Regions from separate parts of the Mus musculus genome. Here all the other regions are linked to region 5. Evidence: chromatin contacts called from public Hi-C, HiChIP or PLAC-seq and promoter capture Hi-C data. All regions are on one chromosome and are shown on one strand. The core of a region is the stretch at or near the end of the contact, and the rest is flanking DNA. Distances in the headings are between cores, read along the strand shown. Region 1 holds the start of Begain (brain-enriched guanylate kinase-associated). Region 2 holds the start of Atp5mpl (ATP synthase membrane subunit 6.8PL). Region 3 holds the start of Xrcc3 (X-ray repair complementing defective repair in Chinese hamster cells 3). Region 4 holds the start of Ppp1r13b (protein phosphatase 1, regulatory subunit 13B). Region 5 holds the start of Ppp2r5c (protein phosphatase 2, regulatory subunit B', gamma). Region 6 overlaps Wdr25 (WD repeat domain 25).

Region 1 (3,110 bases), core at 598-3,097, 1.4 Mb before region 5:
GAAGGGCTGCCCTGGCCTTTGACTGAACATTTCTGCAGGATGCTTTTTGTGGTTCTCAGACTCACGCCTTCTCACTCCCTGCAAGCCTCTTCCTGCTAACCCAGTGCTAACTTCATCTCCCCCAGCTTAGCCTGTGGGTCTTCTCCTGGAAGCTGTGGGGAATTCTTGTGGACTGTGTCCAAGCCCTGCTGACTGACTGCTGTCCCTCTCTCCCATCCACTCATTCATTCACTTATCCGTCCATTCACTCTCCGGGATGCTGCTACGGGGATGGTGCTAATGACGATACCCAGTACACAGTCAGTATTCTATAAATGGCAGCCACTGCAGGCCAACCAGATGCTCAAGGCCGAGAGAGAGAGAGAGAGAGAGAGAGAGAGAGAGAGAGAGAGAGAGAGAGAGAAGAGAGAGACAGAGAGAGAGACAGAGAGAGAGACAGAGAGAGAAAGAGAAAGTAAGTCCTTGTCCGGACTGCTTCACACTGAATTCTGCTCTTGGCCTATGTGGGTCCCTCACCTGACCTCCAGCCTATGAGAAGTTCTTACAGGCCATGGCCCCAGGCATCCCTGACTTCCCACTTCACTACTCAGGAGCCAGCACACAGAGCAGGCCACAGGAATGAACACATGTGAGACAGGAACTTGGGAGGGTCCTTGGTGCTGCTCAGGAGCCCCTCGCCCTGCGCCTGCATCTGCCACTGTGCTTGCTTTCCAGAGCCGCCCTGATTATAGTGAGCTGTGGGAAAATTAAGGGTTTGCAGGAGGCTGCCAGGCCCTGCTGCTGCCTCCCCGCCCTGCTTGTCACAGATGCCAGGCAGAGCCGTCCCCAAAGGCCACTTGCCCTACTGGGCTGCCCAGACACAGCACAGAAAAGGGGCTTCCTCCTAGAGACCTTCTCATAGCCTAGACTTGAGAGTAGCAAAGACCACTTACTCCTGGACAGTGGGGGAACTGAGGCCCAGAGAACCTAAGAGAGCATCCCATGGCCTCCAGGGGCCCAGGGTATTGGGACCTCAGGATAAGGGAATCCAGAAAGATGATGTCCCCCACATGTGCCCAGGGACTGCACTGGTGGACCAACCCTGGGCATCAGGGTTGCACACCTGCATGGCTCCTGTCTGTCTCTTGCAGCCAGCCCTTGCTCCAGGGGACCTTCCCAGCTCCCATCCTGCTCCCTCAGGAGATTCCGAGATGTCGCCCACGCAGCTCTTGCCCCAAAGGAACCTTGTTCTGATGGGGTGGGCACACACGAGGAATGAAACACCTCTAAACCAGGCAGGAAACGGAAATGCTAGGGGCAGAAATTCCCAGCCAACGTGCAGGGGCTCTGTGAGCAGGTCAGCGCCTGCAGAGTGGCCCTGCCTGCCCAGCCTCAGTTTCCTCGCCTGTCCATGGGGAGGACTGCTGGCGGCCTGCTAGGGCGGCCGGAGATGAAGGTGCCCGAGGCATGCGCGGGCCCACGCGCGGCCCACGCTCGGGAAGCGGTCCCTGGCCAGTCTCCTTCCGGCTCTGCGGCCTCTCCAGGGCCGCCCCCCGAACGGGGTGGGCTCAGCCGGGCCCCCTACACCCGCCTTCCGCAAGTCCTCAGGCCGCACGCGCAAAGCAGCCGCGGAGGCCCGGCCGCCCCGCCCCGCGCGAGGGCCCCGGGCCCCGGCGCCACCCAGGGCCGCCGCGGGCGCGCGCAGGGACCGCCCCAGCGTGGTGCCCGCCGCCCAGCCCCGCCCCGCGCCCTGCCAGCCCGGCTCTCGGGTACTCACCGCCCGGCGAAGCCGGCCCGGCCGCCGGCCACCCGTCCACATGGCCCCGGCTCTGCGCGCCCGAGCCCGCGGCCGGGGCTCCCCAGCGCCCCGCTTCCCGCAGGGAGCGCCCGCCCCCCGCCCCCGGCCCGGCTCCCCGCCAGCCCCGGCCCCGCGCAGCCGCGGCTGCTCCGGCGCTTCCCCGCGCCGCGCCGGGCAGGGCGCACGTGGTGGGCGCGGGGCGCACAGGGCGCGGAATGGCGGCGCGCGGGGTGAATGAGTCCCGCGCGCATGAATGGCGGCGGGCATGAATGGAGGAGTGTGGGGTGCAACGCCTTGTGTCCCGGGCCCTGCTTGGGGGTGGGGTACCAGCATTTAGTAGGTACCTGCTGTGTACCGGCCACTCAGGTCCCCAGGGACTGACTTGGCAGTGAGAGACAGGTCCCTGCCCTCAGGGACCTTGCAGTTTACAGACAGGACAGTGACTTCCAAGGGTGTAGTCCACTGCTCTGCCCTTCAAGTTCTGGCCGATGCCTAGCCCCCATACCTGTCATGGGTTCCTTAAACTGCAGCAGCCCCCCTATATACTTCCAAGACTGGCCTGTAAATCTCTGTCTGGGAGCTCCATAATAGTGGAGGGGCTCCTTCTTTCCAAGAAGTAATCCAAAAGGAATCATGACTTCAGGAGGGCAACTGTGACTGTGGTAGAGCATCCCTCTCTGGCCCCAGTAGCGCTCAGGACTTGTCAGGTTATTCTGGCCCTGGGTGAGACACTGGCATAGTGGTGCTGATAGTCCCAACCAAACTGGAGCACGTATGGAAGCTAACTAGCATAAGTCCCGAGAAACCAGGGTCCCCCTTCTGCCCCGGGAGCATCTTTCCAGTCTAGTAGAGTCAATCACATGGGGCCAGGAAGGATCTGGGGTGGGGGAAAAAGACAGCAGAGCCTACCTTTGGCTTCTCTCAGGGCCTGTGGGCTGAACGGTTGAGTGTTAATGGTTTCCGAGGGAGATAAGGGGATACTAGCAGCGACTACAGCACGTATGTTGACATTGTACTGTGGTAAACATACATGTCAAGAGTTAGCATTTTAATCACCTTTAAGTGTACGGTCCAGGGGCAGCGAGGACATCCATGCTGTCACGGGGCTGTCACCACCATCCACCCCTCGGCCTTATGTGCTGTGTACATTGCAGCTTCTCTCTCCTTTAATTAGGGGAGTAGCTGGTGCACTCAGGCACTGTGACAGCACAGGAAAAGTGTGCTGACAGCGAAGGAAGAGAGAGAGGCAATAAAAGTGAGTCTCCAGGAGGAACAGGCAGACACGGGGGTGGGGGTGGGGTAGAAGTTAGGAGTGTCCCTTATCTTCCCCAGG
Region 2 (3,241 bases), core at 458-2,957, 1.5 Mb after region 5:
GATATCCCCCACCCCGTCCCCAAACAACAATGAATGGATCCAGAATGGCACGTGGTGCACAGTGAGCACTCAGGAAATGATCAAATCAATAGCAAGGAATTGCTACAAAAACCCAATAGAAAGCAGCAAGTCCCAGGCCACTGGGATTCTAAGAAAGTACTTAAAGAGGTTTCATCTCATAGGCTGTGCAGAAGTGTTGAGCTGTATCAAGACTGGTATGATATCAGCGATTGACTTTAATCCTAGCATTTGGAAGGTAGAGGCAGGGGGATCTTTCTCAATTCAAGGCCAGCCTGGTTTATCTACAAACGGAGTTCCAGGATGGTCAGGGCACAGAGAAAACTTGTCTTGACCTCCCACACCCTGAAAAAGAATGTGGTGTCACAGGAGGGTCTGGAAGGAAAAGGTAAACAGAGGATGTGGAGGGACTTCAGTGGTCTTGGTGTTCTCCTCAGCATCGAGGCATCCTGGCACTGTGTCCTTATTCTAAACTGCCATGAGTCCCGACACAGTGAAGGCCTGCTATCCAGTACATTTACACCCCACCCCCACCCCTTTGTCTCTTGCTCCTGGACTTCCATTTTGGTCAGTTTGGTTGTATTTGACTACACAAGTGACATGTTCCCTGTACTCAGTGTGGCCTCTACTCTTCCCACCTAAGTTTCTCTGGCTAACCATATTTCCCAGTTGTTAGTTTTACAATACCAGATTCAATAAAAGATCATCCTACTCGAAGGTCAAATGGCTGTCTACTGAGACTGCCTATGCCTGCAGAGTTTGTGAAAGTGACAGTAACAGCAAGCTATTACCTGGCAGCACACTGTAAAGAGGGGAACATGTCTGAGGTTTATAATGTGGTTTCATACATTTTCAAACATCGGCCTTGCCAAAACCTAACTTGGAAGAAACCTGTGGAATAATGGAAAGAAGGCACTGGCTTTGAAGTGATGTTTCTTGGCACGGATTTTTAGCTGCATCCCTCCCTGAGTAACTTGAGTAGGTAACAAGATGCTCACAGTTGATGGTGGCATGCCCCTTTGCCAGAGCCTATAGTTACACAGGTTCATCCAAGTGTCAGCACAAGGACACAGTCCATGCTGAGTGGACCTCCACTAGAATCTAGCTCCTGGACAACTTCTGTGAGGATGATACTAGGGCCCCTGGCCCTCCAAGTCTTGAGGAGTAATCCCTCTTTCGCATAGAAATTGATGTCTGAGCAAAGTCTTATCTGTCCAAGGGACTGACAACCACCCCTCCCCTCATACAATCAGGAAGACTAACTCCAGAAACACCTTCGCAGTGTGGAGGACTGAACGCCGTGCACATCCCTGCCCTCGGCGTGATGGAGTCCCGGACACTCTTGGGGGACTCTTGGGGATCTGGAGGACTGACCCCGGACACCCCCGCAGTCTGGATGACTCAGCCGGGCACTCTCTCCGTCACAGTCGCGGGGAACCCGGTGGACCCTCCCTGTAGTAGGCGGCGCAGGGGCTGACCCAAGGTCAGCGTGTATCGCAGAGTCCTTCGCCCGCGATCTACCTGGGCCCCACCGCACCCGGTCCCGGACCCTCCTTAGTCCCCCGGGTTGGGAACACAGCAAAAAGCCCAGGTTCCGCTCTTACCTCCGCGGGACCAAGACCACAGGCAACACCAAATTCTGCTACAGAATGGGAAAGGTCACAGAGCACGCAGGCGCCGCGCAGGGCCTGCTGGGAAAGCGGAAGGAGCGGAGACACCAGACGCCGGCTGCCCGGCCTTCCGCGCCTGCGCACCACAGCGCCCCCAGTGGTCGCCCGGGTGTTACAAGCTTCGGAAGGGATTAGTCCAAACCAGGAGGAGCTGGGAGAAGCCTACTGTGTTTCTAGGTGTCATAAAACTGACCAGATTTCCCAGGGTTTGTGGGTTTCCAGGAACAGAGGACTTTCAGTGCTGAAACCAGGACAGTAGATAATCCGGACAAATTGTCCTTAAGTAAATAAGTAAATAAAGCCCCTTTTACATGGTTTATGGCTTTAATCCTAGCCCTCAGGAGGCAGAAGCAGCAGGATAAATGTGACTTTCAGGCCAGCCTGAAAACCTAAACCAAAATTCGCGTGTGTTGGTGCATACCTTTAGTCCCAGCACTCAGGAGGCAGAGGCAGGAAGATCGCTGAGAGTTCAAGCCTAGTCTATTTTTTTTAGTGAGTTCCAGGACAGCCAGAGCTACACAGTGAGAACCTGTCTAAAAAAAAAGAAAAAACAAAAACAAAAACAACCAATCAGACCAAAGGCCAGACATAGTGGCTCGGGTCTTTCATCCCAGCGTTTAAGGGGCAGAGGCACAGGGTGGAGGGTGGAGCGTGGGGCTGTGGGTCTATTGAGTTTGATAGCCTGGGCTACTTAGTGAGACTCTCACACTCCCTCCTCCTCCCCTCTCCCCTCCAACAAACAATAAGAGCAAAGGAAATAAAGCAACAGTGACAAGGGGAAACCCTCTTTACTTGAATTTTTTTTTTTTTTGAGATAGGTCTTTCTGTAACTTGTTATGTAGCCCAGGCTGGCCTCACACTCAGGGATTTGCCTGCCTCTGCCTCCTGTCTTCTTGGATTAAAGGCCTGCACCACTATGCCAGGCTTTTGGCATTTCTTGCCATTTCCCCCTGTATTGCTACAAAAATTTTTGCTCTAATATTTGATTAAGCAGCCATGCTGTGCATAGTAATTATCATTAAAATTGTTGTAAAGCGTTGCAGAGACTTCTGCAGGAACGCTAGGGACTGGACCTAAGGTTTTATGTTTTAAATAAGCATGCTAGCTGGGTGTGTCGTGATATAATCCTAGCACTTGGACAGTAGAGGAAGATGATTAGGGTTTTAAGAGCATCCTGAAACCCTGGTTTGGTTTTTAGAAAACAAAACCAAAACAAATGAACAAAAATTGTTATTGCTTTTTTTTTTAGTTTTTTTTTAAGTTTTTTTTTTTATGTGTATGAGTGTTTTGCTCACATCTATGTCTGTGTACCAAGTATGTGCCTGTTCGCTCTCAGAAGTTAGAAGGCATTGGATACCCTGTAACCAGCATTATGGATGTTTGTGTTCTATCACACTGGTGCTGGGATTTGAACCTGGGTCCTTTGGAAGAGCAACAAATGCCCTGAGTCACTAAGGCATCTCTTCAGCCTCAGACTTCTGTTTAAGAAATGACTGACATCTGAACAGAAACTGAACAAAAGAAAGCCACCTATTGGGTTAAAACAAATTAGG
Region 3 (3,193 bases), core at 215-2,714, 1.4 Mb after region 5:
TAGTCAACATCCTGAAGGTGTCAGTGCGGGGGGGTGGGGGTGTGGGGGTGGGGGGGGTGGGACAAGGTAGCTGCCCCTTGCTGCTCCCCTTCAACTTCCTGGGGCATAGAGGGGTCTTGCTCAGCATTCCCCAGCTTTTTGTGAGTTTGGGATTTTGAAGGATGGTGGGAGAAATTGAACCTGGTCAGAGAACAACAGAAGAGGCAGCTCCACCGTACCAGAAAGCACAGAGAAAGTCTCCCGAAAGGGGCCCGGAGGGGACAGCACCAGGCCAGTGTGAGGAAAGGCGTGTCCTACAGTACACTGCAATGGGTTCAAATGACAGTGCCAAGAGGCACTAAGGATGGGGTGGAGTGGCTCAGGAGCCAAGTTTGAGGAGGCCGAGGACGTGAGATCTGGTGCTGGGCAGGTTTGGTGGGCTGCCAGTAATCCCAGGGCTCAGAAGGCAGAGACAAGTTCCTCAGAGCAGGCCGACAGGCTGAATCTGTGGACTTTGGGTTCGTAGGGCAAGTGATGGAGGAATATATGTCAGACATCTGCCTTCCACACACGCACACACATCAGTACGGATGCAAACGGACATACACGTATGTACATACAACACACACACATACACCACACCACACAGGGCAGGAGGGAAGGGAGAACATGCTTTCAGACACAAAGCTCTGGCACCAGAACTCAAAGGTCCCCCAAGCCATCGCTACAGCGTCCAGTGGTGAACCAGAGCAATCACAGGGCTTGGTGGAGACTGGACAGAGGACATAGTCAGGGGCGGGTTCTATCTGTGCACCCGCAAATGCCAAGGCCTTGAGGCAGCTAACCTTGCTTTACAAAGTGCCACTGAGCAACTTCTACTTCAACACTGAGAACCTGTGTCTCAGACAAAAGCACAGAGCTCCATGCTCCACTTGGCCGCCTGCCTTCCGGAGAAGTAGGGTTACACCAGCTCATCCCTCCAACTGGGCTAGAGTGTGTCCAATTGTGTCAGAGAGAGAGCAAAGCTCCTGGGTAGCTGATTTGGCCAATTACCCAAAGAAGCTAGAGGGTGAGGCGCGCGCGGTGGCTCACACCTGTATCAGTGCGAGGAAGGCTGAGGCAGGACTGCTGAATCCAAGGCCAGCCTAGGCTACACGCACAATGTGACTCGTCCTTACGAACACCACAAGAAAAACAAAAGTCACAGATCAAATCTGCAGCGAGTGGTCACGCTGTGGCTGGCCTGGGACTCTAGTGCGGAAAGCAGGTCCCGCGCTCAGTTCGATTCCTTCAAACCCCGCTACGGGCTTGAAGGGGTGCCCCGCTGGGGAAGCTCGTTCTTGAGTCCCGACCTGGGGCGCTCGAAACCCACAGTGTCCTCTGTCCTCTCCCGCCACCCCATGTTCGGCCACTCGCGATCAGCTAACTCACCTCCCGGATCAGCGACCCCGCAAGTCTCCCGCGCGCTCCGCCCGCTCCTGAAGCCCCGCCCATCTCAATCTTCTCTTCCAATGAGAGGCCAGAGTCCGAGTCTGCTCCACCCAGAAGAAACGAAGAGGCGCCTACGTGGCTGACTAATTGGCCAATCCGAAGTCACACTCTCCCTAGAGGGGCGAGGGTGCCCCTCCGGTCTTCACCGCCGATTGGTGGCCAGCCGTAGGGGCGGGATCCTTGCACGGATTGGAGAAGGGCGACTCTGGGGCGGATACTACTCTCCGATTGGTTCATATTACGAGCTCTGGCTGCGGATTGGGCTTCGGAGCTGTCATCGTGTCTGCGGGCGGGGCGGGGTGGCGCCTTGTGTGGGCTCAGCGCGGGCGGTGGCGTGAGGGGCTCAGGCGGAGACATGTCCTCGGGGGTGGCCGCGCGTCGCGACGCCAAGAAGCTTGTGCGCTCGCCAAGTGGCCTGCGCATGGTGCCGGAGCACCGCGCCTTCGGAAGCCCTTTCGGCTTGGAGGAGCCGCAGTGGGTTCCGGACAAGGAGGTGCGTCCTAGCCCCCGGGTCCCCAACCCGAGCCGGGGCGTCTCCCGCCTCCGTCCTAGGGACGCTCGGCCGCGGCTCCCCTCCGGGCGTTCCCGCTGTCCCTTCTGCGCTGTGGGGCGTTTTCCATTCCTTGGCGGTCATTGGCTGCGCGGTGCGGAGCCCCGGGGAGGCCCGAGGGGGAGCGGTGGAGCGGCTCACCCGTGAGCCGTGCGCGAGTTTGGGGCTGGAGTGTGTCCGTGGGGCGAGGGTGAGGGAGTCCGCCTCCACCTGCCCACGGAGGAACGGTGCCAAAGGGTTTGCAATCTTCGAAGTTCTAAACTCTGCAAAGCTTGGCCACTTGGGAGAAAATAGGAGCAATTCACGCATTCCATGCGATTTTATTTCAAAGCAAATTAAATATCTTTAAAAGACACCAACGAAAGTACTGGCGACTTTGATAAACTTTGAAACAACTTTTCTTCATTTATTCATGTGTGTATGTGCCTTTGTCCCCAATGTCACAGCGCTGGTGTGTAGATCAGAGGATAATTTGTAGAAGAGAGTTTTCTTAAACCATCTGGGTCCCAGGGACGGAATTCAGGTCTCAGGTGTGGCGGCACGTGCCTTTACTTGGTGAGCTATCTTAATGGCTCGTGTAAATTCATCCATGTTTCTGTTTCTCTCCCTCCTTCCCTTTCTCCCTCTCCTTCCCTTCCTCCCCTCTCCCCCTCCCACCTCCCCGTCCTTGGCCTAGCACTCATAAGATCTGCCTTCAGAGTGCTAGGCATGCACTACCACACGCCTCTACCACACACTGTTGCTATGTTGTCCTCGAACTCCTCCTCCCTCAGCCTCTTGAGTTAAAGATGTGCTTCACCACACCTGGCCTCCTCCCAAATTTTTTAAGTTAGAGTCCCTGCTTGGAATTCTAATCAGCTGCTCTTCTTTCCCCTTGAGAGCTCATCCACAGGTGGCCGAGGCCAGCGGCTTCTTAGAGTGAGGTCCAGTGTTCTTGAAACAGGGACTGGAGAGCCACCCGTGCGTGCAGCCAGAAGGTTGTAGCCTGGCTGCTGTTGCTCTGCACCCCACCCCACCCCCCAAACTCTGAAGTTCCTGAGAGCCCTGAAGGAGAAGGTTCATCTTGTACTCAGAGCCCCTGGCTATACCAGGTGTGTCACTGAGCCGTCCCTGCCCTCCTGGTTGTGCCCTCAGTTTTGCACTTTACCTTTGTACTTAGGCATCTGAGCACAT
Region 4 (3,088 bases), core at 157-2,656, 1.5 Mb after region 5:
GGAATTCAGTCTCAACTCTGTCAAGGACACAATATGAAGAGGTACCAGAACAATTATTTGACCCCAGCTCTTCTGACGCCCACTTAGTGCTCTTTCCATTACAAGGCAATCGTTTAAAAACATGCTTAGCATTCAACAAGCCTAACACCAAAGGATTTAAGGATCAAGTAGGTTAAATCTTAAAACTCCACCAACACCAGGGGTTGGAATCAGTTCAAAAGGAGGGAGAAGAGATTATCAAGAAACAGGAAATTATTTGAAGGGGTGGTGGTTTGTAAACTAATGAGCTTGGGTGCAGCATAGCAGAACGACAGTATTCAAGTAAAAATGCAGAGACATATTTCCCCTCTGAAACGTGATCTTTCCACGTAGGCTTCAATTTTTTTTTTCTGTGGATCTGGGATATATAAACTCAGTGATAGAAACACTGGCCTAGTCCTGCAAAGCCCAGGTTTGACCCCCAGCACTTCTAAAACAAGCGAACAAAAAAAAAAAAATAGATTGTGTGTTATTTTATTAGTCTGAGATTTTTTTACTCAATAGACACTCTAAAAACAACACGCCCAACTGGGTACAATCTATGTCACGTTTTTTCCCATTAATTACGACGTATACACTTCACAAAAAGCCTATTTAAAAAAGGAGAGAATTCAGCATCCACTGCTGCTTGTACCGCACGCAGGTAAAGGAAAAGGCAAAGAAGGTGGCAACCCCCAAAACGAAGGTCTTCCTGGCCAAAAGCATCCTTAAGAGCAGGACAAAGGCTCGAGTGACACACAACCGGCTCAACCTTAAGGACATAGGGACATCACGCCAGGTGGAGCAAATGTACCCACGGAGAAGCCTCGGCAAGGGGATTCCTAAGATGGCTCTCTGAATCCACGCACGGCATGCGTTCCTCCCAGTGCAGGGGAAACACATATTCCGAGCGTGCGAACACCGCACCCGGGTGCCCTCGCCGAGGAAATCGAGGCACCGGTCGCTGGCCGGGAGGGGCCGTACACGCCGCAGCCCCGCGCAGCCCGCAGCCCTGCGGAGGCCGCTCGCCCTGTCGGCGACCCCGCCCACGCTCGCTCTCTCGCCCGCCCGCTGACAGCCGCCGCCCCCACCTGCCCCTGCGCTCGCTCGCCCTGCACGCCCGCCCGCCGCTTCCTCCCTGCCGGGCCCGCCTCGCGCGGGGGCCGGGGAACGAGGCGCCGCCGCCCGCACCCACCGGCATCATCGCGGCGCCGTCCGCCGCGCCCGCGCCGCCTGACAGGACGCCGCTCCGGCCGCCTCACAGGCCTCGCACCCGCTGCGGCGCCCTGCGGCCCGGCTGCGGCGAGGCGGCAGCTGCGGAGAGCCGCGCAGCCCTCGCTCGTCCTGTCGCGCCGCCCCGCGTGCCGCGTCGCCGTCCCTCAGCCGCCGCCACCGCCTCTGCCGAAGCCGGCCGCCTTCCGCCACCCACTCGGCTCACCCCGCAGGCTGCGGAGGCCCCGCCCCACGCGTCGCTCCCCCACCCGCCTACGCCACCTATGATTGGTCCGGTGGGGGTAGGCGGGATAAGAGGGCGGGGCTTCTCCGCCGCGGCCAGGTGAGAGCGCGCTCGTGCGCGTCTGCGCTCTCGGCGGCGGGGGAGGGGCGCGCTGCGGACGCCGACCCCGCCCCTCCTCCTGCATACCAGCAAAGGGGGCGTTGGGGCGCCCAGGGACCTCCGAACCTTGTGTCTGCGAGACTTCGGCTCAGGGTCACCTCGGACGAATAGGAAGCAAAGGACAGAGAGGAAAGGGCGGCTGGGTCCGGCCCACAGTCGCGACCGGTGGAGACTCGAACCTCTCAGGTCCGAGAGGCCAGTGGCGAGCTGGCCACAGACCAACTCTGACCGTAACATATACCCTAGGTGTCCAGCGCTATGCGAGGCTACAGGCCGGATCCTATCAGGCGGGCACAGGGTGTCCCCGATGTGTCTGCATCAGCCGATTGCATACCGCTCAGTGTCCCGGGCCCCAGAGACCTGGGACTCTGCCCCCGCTTCCACCGCGGGCTGAGCCATTGAAGCCTTCCTGGACAGGACATACAGGCTCTCAGCCTCAGCCCTTCACACGATCCATCCCAAGACCGAAGGACCCATCCCCACCTGTGTCAGTATCCTTGGAGATCCAGCTGGAACGTCCCAGGGCAGAGTCCAATCTGTACCTTCAGGGTCCAGGTCTGTCCTTAGAATGCTGTCTCCTGTGTCATTTTTCCCTCCAACTAGGGAGCCTGAGTGACAGAGGGTAGAGCAGGCCCCAGAGCAGACCCTCAGCAGAGGCTGCCGGGTGGGCAGGCACCCTTTCTGAGTACTCCACATTGTGCCATTTGCCTGAACTCTGACAGATGAGACACAACGGCTGATGAGCTGCACCGGGCTTAAACTTCCATGAGATTCCAGAAACATGAAGACAGCTGGATGACCCCAAACACAGAAAGGGTAGATCACCTTGGGAAGTACCCAACCCCTGGAGAGGGCAGCAGATGTTGATCAGGGGCAGTTTATAGCCTGTCTGGTTCTCTGAGTGGCGGGAGGCTGCTGCTAAGTCGGGGCAGAGAGAGGGAGGAGGCCAGAGTTACACCAGCCCCCTTATGGGCAGCCACACCTGAGCTTAAGAGGCCATGGGGGTTAGTGATTGAGAGCGTGGACTTTCCAGTTGAACAGACTTGGTTCCACACCACTGCTGACACACCCTCGCTGTGTGATCTTCAGCGAGCTCATATCTGTCATAGGATGTGGTAGGATAATAGTACCTCTCTCTCAGGTGTGATGTATGAATACTTCGAGCAGTTTGTGACACGTGCCAGCTGCCCTGTGAATTCTGTAGTTACGTTATCGTTAGCAAGCAGGTTTGGTGTAAAAATGTCCCTAGGGTTTTAAGACTGAATACATGTGGACCATGAATGGTCAGTGACACACCCTTTCTGGGAACAGGATTGAGTGGTTTCAATCAGATGTCAAGAGACCTGGGTCCCAGTTCCAGCTCTGCTTCATTTCCTGCGAGGTCTCAGGCAGCTCATAATGTTTCTCTGAGCCTTGCATTTCCCATCTGAAGCAGAAGCAGGCTTAGATTCCATC
Region 5 (3,339 bases), core at 507-3,006:
AAAACGCAGTAACTTCAGATCTACTTACTCTTTCCTGATTTAAATTTGTACCATGCTTACTACATTGATAGCGCCTAATTTTAAAATTTCAAAGTAACTCGTGGTATTTTTTTTAATTATTTGTTTCAAGGAAAGTATTAATCCACTTAAGATTCTGTCATATACCCATTCTGTAAAAATACCCATTCCAGTCTGTCACGATTATCTGCAGATTAGTTTTATTTTGGTGAACATTCAGACACCAGCAGACACAACTTACTCTCAGAACCTCCTACAGCACCTCTGGGTTTTGATAAATCTCTCTTTTTTTAACCCCCACAGAGCTTGGGTGAGAACAACCAAAAATGCTTTGCTTGGCATTTACAAGAGTTAAAACAAAAACAAACAAAAACCAAGGGTTAAGATACATCGATTTTTCAGTGCCTTGGCCTGGGTACGTAGCTGAAGTCTCCAGCGTTTGTCTAGCAGGCTCAAAGCTTATGACGAAGGCACCTCCTAAATCATGAGTGAGCGCCTGAAGTCTCCTGCACTCGAAACAGTTCACTCCTACAGTCTTCCTTCTGAGTGCTCCCCCTTAGCATAGGATGTCAGACACTGACAACTCCAAAAACAGGACTGTATAAGTAGCGAATTAGCTTCTTCCCTCATAAAGAGCTACTAGAGAAGTGAGAGAATCAAGTGATCCCTGGTCTTCATGCAGTTTTCTCACAGGCTAACGACCACTGGTAATTAAAGAATAACAAAGACGCAGGGCTGCTCAGACGTAATGGGCTCGGAAAAAAAGCCTACACTGATCTGACTACCTCCCTGGTGGGCCGGGGCGATGGGTGGCAGTGTGCAGGTAGAGTCTCAGAGTGAGCAGCTGATGGGCTCGGCCTAGGTGGATCCAATCCCTAAGACGTAAGGTGGGCGGTGCCTACATTGGGGAAGCCGGTTGCCTTGCGGGTGAGTCTGGAACAGAGAAATTTCGGCGTGCAGGACCACAGGGGAACTAGGCAGTCTACACTTGGACCGCCGTGGGCAGAGTCTGCTCTGGGGAGAGTTCCTTTGCTCGCGTGGGCGGGGACGAAAGGAGAGGCGTGGACTCTATAGGCGGGGCTGAGGCGAGCCCCGCCTCTGAGGCGTGCGGTGGGCGGAGCGTACCCCGGAGCCAGCAGCATTGCCTTCGTGGGCGGGGCCTAATGGCCCAAGGAAACCGCCGCTCGCGCGGTCCCGGGTCTCCTCCGCACTGCACGAGCGTCACCGCTACCAGGCTTATGGGGTAGAGTTTTTCGTGCCTGGAAGGCTACAGAATAGTCGCCATACATCTCACATGTGCATTCCCGCTCCTCACTGTCCTTTGCTCTCCTCCCCGTCCCGGCTCAGCGGCCGTGACTTTATCACCTCCGTTGTCCGCACACGCCTCCCTCTCCCCAGTAGCTCCCTCCCTGATGGCTCCACCAAAACCTTCACAGCCCGGCACACGAGCCGGTCCGCACCGAGGGGGTGGGGACAGGCCGCGCAGTGGGCGGGGCGACGCTGCGGAGCGTTAGGGCACGTGGGGCCGTGTCGGCCAATGGCGTGGCGTCGTTGAGGGCGGCGAGGCGGGGAGAGGGCAGCGTGGGGCCGGCGCGGGGCGGGGCCTGGGGCGGGGGCGGGGCCTGCCGGGAGAGGGGCGGAGAGACGCCGCCGCCGCTGCCGCCGCCGCCGCCGCCGCCGCGGCTGCCGCAGCCTCTGGGAGCCTGGAAAAGGGGAAGCGAGAGCGGACGAGCGACTCAGTCCCCGGGCGGCGGCTGCAGCGGCGGCGGCGGCGGCCGGGGCGGCGCGACGGCCGGGCCGGGGGCGCTTCTGCTGCTGCAGCGGCAGTGGCGGCGGGCGGAGGCAGGGGCGGCGGCGGCGGCCCGCACCAGCCATGCCGAATAAAAACAAGAAGGAGAAAGTGAGTCGGGGCCGGGGGCTCCGGGACCGGGTCTGGGGTCCCCGCGTCGGCGGGTAGGGGCGGGGCGGCAGGTCGTCCAGGCTCGCGGGCGGGCCCAGGGCGCTGGCAGGATTGCATGGAGCTGGGGAGGCCGCTCAGGCTCTGAGGTGGCGCTGAGGTGCCGCGGTCGCTCTGGGTGGCGGCTGATGCTCCGTGCAGTGCTCTGCGTGGCGGGGGCTGGGGTGCTGGAGCGTTCCGGACTCGCCCCAGAAACCCTCACTTGTGAGGTTTAAGGGTGGGAGGGGAGAAAGGGATGGGCCGAGAGCTGGGGTTACGTGTCCCTACCTGGAGTTTTCACCTCCCTCCCCCGCCCCCCAACACAGACATGAAGAGAAACGGAATTTGAAGGCTGCTGGTATTGTGAATATACTCAATATGATGTAGTTTGCTGCTGACATATTAAAGCCATCAGAAGCTCTCAGTGATATGTATCAATTTAGAAACTGCATTTGAGCTGATGCTTAGCGGTCCAAATATTGAGAACACTAATGGTTTTTTGTTGTTGTTTGTTTTTGTTTTTTTGTTTTTGTTTTGTGATGATTCCCAGGAACCACCAAAACCGGTGAAAAGTGGAAAAGGTCCAAAAGAAGGACAAGATACAGCAGAAACAGAGGTAACCTCTGGACAAGCTCATTGTTATTCTTGATCAGCCTTTAATCTAGGGTCTAACACGGAGGCTCTACAAACCAAAGTGTTTCTGAAGTCTTTTCTTATGAGTTACTTATCCCCCCCCCCACTCTTTTATTAAAGTGTGCACAGCGAAACTGACATTTTAAAAACAGTTTTGTGGCTTCTAACAGAGCTCAAGCCCTCCCAGTGAACTGGTCTTAAATGGAGTCTCTAGCTTTAGGGTCTGCCCCCTCGTTCCTTTTCTGTGTCTCTGGCTCTCTCAGTGACTTCCACGGTCCTTGCTTTCCTTGCTGCAGCCTCGAACTGGTGTCCTGGGCAAGCTTCTCTTCTGCTGATGTCTGGTCCTTTTCAACTAAGTGTGGATGTGTTTTGGTGGCTCTAATTTGGGTACTTTTTTTTTTTTTTTTAAACAGTCTTCTATTTCCTTTCCCACAAGCTCCTCCATCCTCTTTGGTGAATCCTGACTTTTCTTGCTTCCTGGCTTTGGCTTATTTCAAGAATATCTGGAATGATCCCTTGGGTCATTTGGTGGAATCTGTGATCCTTAATAGAGTTGTGCCCTTGGGGGATTTTCAGGGCAGGCCCCTTGACCCCCCTTTTTTGGCTTTGTTTTGTATCTCATTGTCTTGGAACTAGAGTGCCCAAGCGAAGAGGCTCAGGCTTTAATTTCAGGGCACCTGGAAGCTGCTCCTTAAGTCTCCCCTCTCCAGAGCCGGATCGTTGAGATTTTACCACAGACATTTCTAATTTGT
Region 6 (3,163 bases), core at 227-2,726, 1.5 Mb before region 5:
TTGAAATGATAATATAAAATCAATGCAGAGGTGTGATTCCATTAATAGATGGCTGATTAACAGAATCTTTTAGGAGCCCATTTGTTGCCCAGAATGAAACTGGCTGGAATGAAGCAGAACTCAAATGGCAAGCCTTCTTTTCTGATTGAAACACACATAAAGTGCTTGGTCCTCAGCCTTCCCTCCATCGAGATGATTGCAGCGATCAATATTCCAGTTTGCTTGGCTGGCAGCATGCAGGACATCAGGATGGATGATGGACCCAGGAAGTACTGCCAAGCAGAGCATTAAGTTATTCCCATTTGCCAGTTTCTGCCTTGCCTGATGAAGCAGAGCTAGGCCATGTTGGTGCAAGCTCTATCAGGGTCTCTGTCTGATGCTGTAGACCTCTACATGGTTGGCTCCCTGAGGCTCACTTTGGAACCACTGAAAATGGCACATTTTCCAAGCTTCTGCCGTGCACTTAACATAGAGTGTCACAGGCCATGTGATTCATCCTCCTAGAACCTCCAAGGTGCCCGTCGTACACATGGGGGTTTAGGGACGTGGTGGCATGACTGAAACTAGAGACCAGGGTTGCTGGCTTCTAAAACCTAGGTCCTCTCCACTCTTCCACGCTCCCCAGGAGGGCAACCATAAGCCTGGAGCCTGTGGGCAGTGAGGGCTGGCCCATGGAAGCCAAGTTTACTAATGTCACGGTGCTTCATCTCTGCTTTCTCCTTGAACATTTCATGCTCTTGGTAATCCAAGCTTACATATGATGCATGCCTTCAGCCCTTTCTGTGAAGGGCTGATGGAGATGCTGAAGAGTAGCTGCTACTGAGGAAATTTGCCTGGATGTGACTCTCTGTAATTAGCTATCTGGAAGAAGGAACTGGCCTTTTTGTAGGCCTCTGGGTTTTTTAGGTGGGGCCCAAAGAGATTATGTAGTGTTTCCTGACTAGGGCAAGGGCAGTTCATGACTGTGCACTTGCTGAGCAGATGGCAGTGGGTTTGCCTTTAGAGAGGATAGCTAGCTATCTGTGCAAGGGAAGGGTCAGTGGGCTAGCCTTTTCCAAGGCTTAGATGCCGTGGCCCACAACTCATAGGTGAAGCCCATGTTGATAGCACAGGAGAGAGAAAGAGGCATGATCGGCCCCCCTCACTTCCCTTTGGTACAAGTGCTCCAGGCCTAGAGAGACCTTAGAGGTGAGATGGACTGTTAGCATCAAGGGTGTGGGTTTGGTGAAGGACCACAAGGACGGTGCCCTTTCTGTTATCAGCACACTCTGAGGGTGTGAGTGCAGCTGGTGGAAAGTGGAGGAAGAGCAGTCGCTGCAGCCGCTCTTCACTGCTGTGTGCAGGATCTGAACAAATATCACCGCAGAAGAAACTGAAACATAAGCTGGCGACGATCTGGGTCTAAGAGAAGAATGCACTGGTAGGAGTGCAAGCCCCCACTCTGCTCACACAGGCTCACATAAGGATCAGAGAACAAGATCACACCCGCCCAGTGCCGCAGCTGGGGCCCGTCCTTTACAGACTCCCTCTTGGGGTCCACCTTAGAGCTGTGCCCATTTCACCCGGCTCACCAAGGTCAGGCAGGTTCTACACCTCCTCTGCTCCCCGCCTTCCAAGTGCCGAGAAGGAATGAGAATGAGGTGGACAGAGAAAGAAGGAGGAGAGCTGTGGGGCTGGGTGGATCCACCAGCTCAACCAACCTCCAGCCTTGGCCAGCTCAAGGTAATGGTGGAGAGTGCAGGGATGGGGTGGGGGGAGGGTGATCAGAGACAGCCAGAGTCAGTGTTTCCTGGGGAGGATGGATGCTTCCCTGAGCTTGTAGTTAACGTCTTAGTAGTAACCAGGGCGTTTCTGAAAGATCATCTGATGGCATGCATATATTCTCTGCTCAGCCATTTGTTTGTATGTGCCTTAACATTTCTGAGAGATTTCCAGATTCTTACTGATATGTGTACATTTTTGGGGATGGTTGTCCTTTGACATCAGCAGCCCCCCACTCTCATCCCCACCCCCTTACTCTCAGGTTCACCACCTTTGAGAGTTTAGGAAGCAGCGGAGAGAAGGTCTTCACTCAGCTCATCCATGGCTGTGGCTCAGCTCAGGGGAATCTAGGAGGCCTTGGTGAGATGACGGAAGCTGGTCCTCAGGTTGCTGGGGACTGGGCCCTAGTTGGGGCTGACAGTGCTGGACAGGGGCAGGGTGGTTTTAGTGCGGCTGCTTTCTTCTTCCATGTGCTCCTGGTGGAAGCTAGTGCACTCCCAGGGCAGCTGCTGCTGGTGGCTGCATACTGCATACAAATCAAAGAAAACTTTTGGACCATAAATACCCTGAGAACTGTGGTGCATTCTCTCTGCTTTGGATAAAGAGGCTCTTCCTGAAGCCAAGCCTTTTATTTTAAAGATCAGCAAAGTTTCACACATTGGTGCTTCAGTAGGCCCTGACACTCAGTTTTGCTAGTCAATATGGCAATCCCTCTGTGGGAACTTGTGGTGCCAAGTGTGGGGCGTTTCTAATAGATAAGCAGAGATGGAACATAGGCAGGTGGTGTGTCCGGCCAGCAGATCACAGGTTTGAGTTCTAGCCTGGAAAGGCATTTTGGAAACCTGGAAGAGAAGAGGGACTGGGCTGAGCGAGATAAGGAAGAAACCAAGACAAAGGTCTCTGCTCAAGGTTCAAATTTTACTATTCCTGTACTCCGTTATGAAGGAAGGGGGAGGGGCCCGATTCCCGCCAAATAATCTTGGGATCCAGTAGCAGGGTGACCATGTGTATGGCTCCGAACAGCAAAGCGGCAGGTTCCAGCAGTGGGCGAGGCAGAACGATTGAGCCAGCAAGCTCCATCCAGGTATAAACAGTGGAACCATTAAGGCTGGGGGAGGGGAGGCTACAGGCAGGACCCTTGGCTTGGGTCCTGACTTGTAGGAAAGGGCACTTCAGTTGGATTTGGGGTAAAGGGCTGGTATGGGCAGGCTGTGGGCTGACCAGGTTAGTGATAGCAAGGGTCTGCCATGAGGATTTGGGCTTCCTGAGGCGAATCTAGAGTGTTTTCTGTCTAACTGGGAGCTATCAACAGTTTGTCAAGTAGCATTCCAAAGGAGATCTGCTAAGGGGCTGCTGTGAAGGTCTAGGCCCAAGGACAGCAGTGCTGTGCCAGTCATAACTT

Evidence for each region. Promoter capture Hi-C pulls out the DNA fragments that hold promoters and counts their contacts. Hi-C and Micro-C count contacts between places; a contact is called where the count stands out from the background. HiChIP or PLAC-seq counts read pairs in DNA pulled down with a chosen protein or histone mark.
Region 1: a contact with region 5 is called in a promoter capture Hi-C map of pre-B cells, with 7 times the contacts expected there. The contact joins the promoter of Begain here to the promoter of Ppp2r5c in region 5. A contact is called at or near these places in 4 of 39 promoter capture datasets (the C10 cell line, hippocampal neurons, liver and 1 more).
Region 2: a Hi-C map of B cells shows a contact between it and region 5, with 7 read pairs. The contact joins the promoter of Atp5mpl here to the promoter of Ppp2r5c in region 5. A contact is called at or near these places in 3 of 39 promoter capture datasets (liver and pre-B cells) and 1 of 484 Hi-C or Micro-C datasets (B cells).
Region 3: an H3K27ac HiChIP or PLAC-seq map of extraembryonic endoderm stem cells shows a contact between it and region 5, with 7 times the contacts expected there. The contact joins the promoter of Xrcc3 here to the promoter of Ppp2r5c in region 5. A contact is called at or near these places in 3 of 39 promoter capture datasets (cranial neural crest, liver and neutrophils), 1 of 115 datasets of contacts at active chromatin or transcription factors (extraembryonic endoderm stem cells) and 1 of 9 other capture datasets (liver).
Region 4: a contact with region 5 is called in a promoter capture Hi-C map of liver, with 4 times the contacts expected there. The contact joins the promoter of Ppp1r13b here to the promoter of Ppp2r5c in region 5. A contact is called at or near these places in 2 of 39 promoter capture datasets (liver and pre-B cells).
Region 6: an H3K27ac HiChIP or PLAC-seq map of T-cell acute lymphoblastic leukemia shows a contact between it and region 5, with 4 times the contacts expected there. The contact joins the enhancer-like site here to the promoter of Ppp2r5c in region 5. A contact is called at or near these places in 3 of 39 promoter capture datasets (3T3-L1-derived adipocytes, the C10 cell line and frontonasal cranial neural crest) and 3 of 115 datasets of contacts at active chromatin or transcription factors (T-cell acute lymphoblastic leukemia, acute myeloid leukemia and astrocytes).

Annotation. Positions count from the first base shown.
Region 1 is chr12:109,066,370-109,069,479 of GRCm38.p6, forward strand. It overlaps Begain (brain-enriched guanylate kinase-associated), which reads right to left and starts at 1,848. Exons shown (of 7, transcript NM_001163175.1): 1 at 1,757-1,848. The coding sequence starts at 1,798.
Region 2 is chr12:111,965,302-111,968,542 of GRCm38.p6, forward strand. Atp5mpl (ATP synthase membrane subunit 6.8PL) reads right to left here and starts at 1,708. Exons shown (of 4, transcript NM_027360.3): 1 at 1,623-1,708.
Region 3 is chr12:111,812,415-111,815,607 of GRCm38.p6, forward strand. It overlaps Xrcc3 (X-ray repair complementing defective repair in Chinese hamster cells 3), which reads right to left and starts at 1,465. Exons shown (of 8, transcript NM_028875.3): 1 at 1,411-1,465. It overlaps Zfyve21 (zinc finger, FYVE domain containing 21), which reads left to right and starts at 1,756. Exons shown (of 7, transcript NM_026752.4): 1 at 1,756-1,963. The coding sequence starts at 1,826.
Region 4 is chr12:111,906,649-111,909,736 of GRCm38.p6, forward strand. It overlaps Ppp1r13b (protein phosphatase 1, regulatory subunit 13B), which reads right to left and starts at 1,407. Exons shown (of 17, transcript NM_011625.1): 1 at 1,214-1,407. The coding sequence starts at 1,222.
Region 5 is chr12:110,445,468-110,448,806 of GRCm38.p6, forward strand. Ppp2r5c (protein phosphatase 2, regulatory subunit B', gamma) reads left to right here and starts at 1,757. Exons shown (of 16, transcript NM_001373949.1): 1 at 1,757-1,918; 2 at 2,505-2,570. The coding sequence starts at 1,892.
Region 6 is chr12:108,923,340-108,926,502 of GRCm38.p6, forward strand. The region is part of intron 2 of Wdr25 (WD repeat domain 25); the gene reads left to right. Among named protein-coding and RNA genes, the nearest start is that of Wdr25, 31 kb to the left of the region's middle. Within about 2 kb of position 1,477, at least 7 of the 459 cell types and tissues checked have an H3K27ac peak or open chromatin away from gene starts, as enhancers often do. A contact at or near this core is called in T-cell acute lymphoblastic leukemia, where this site is marked.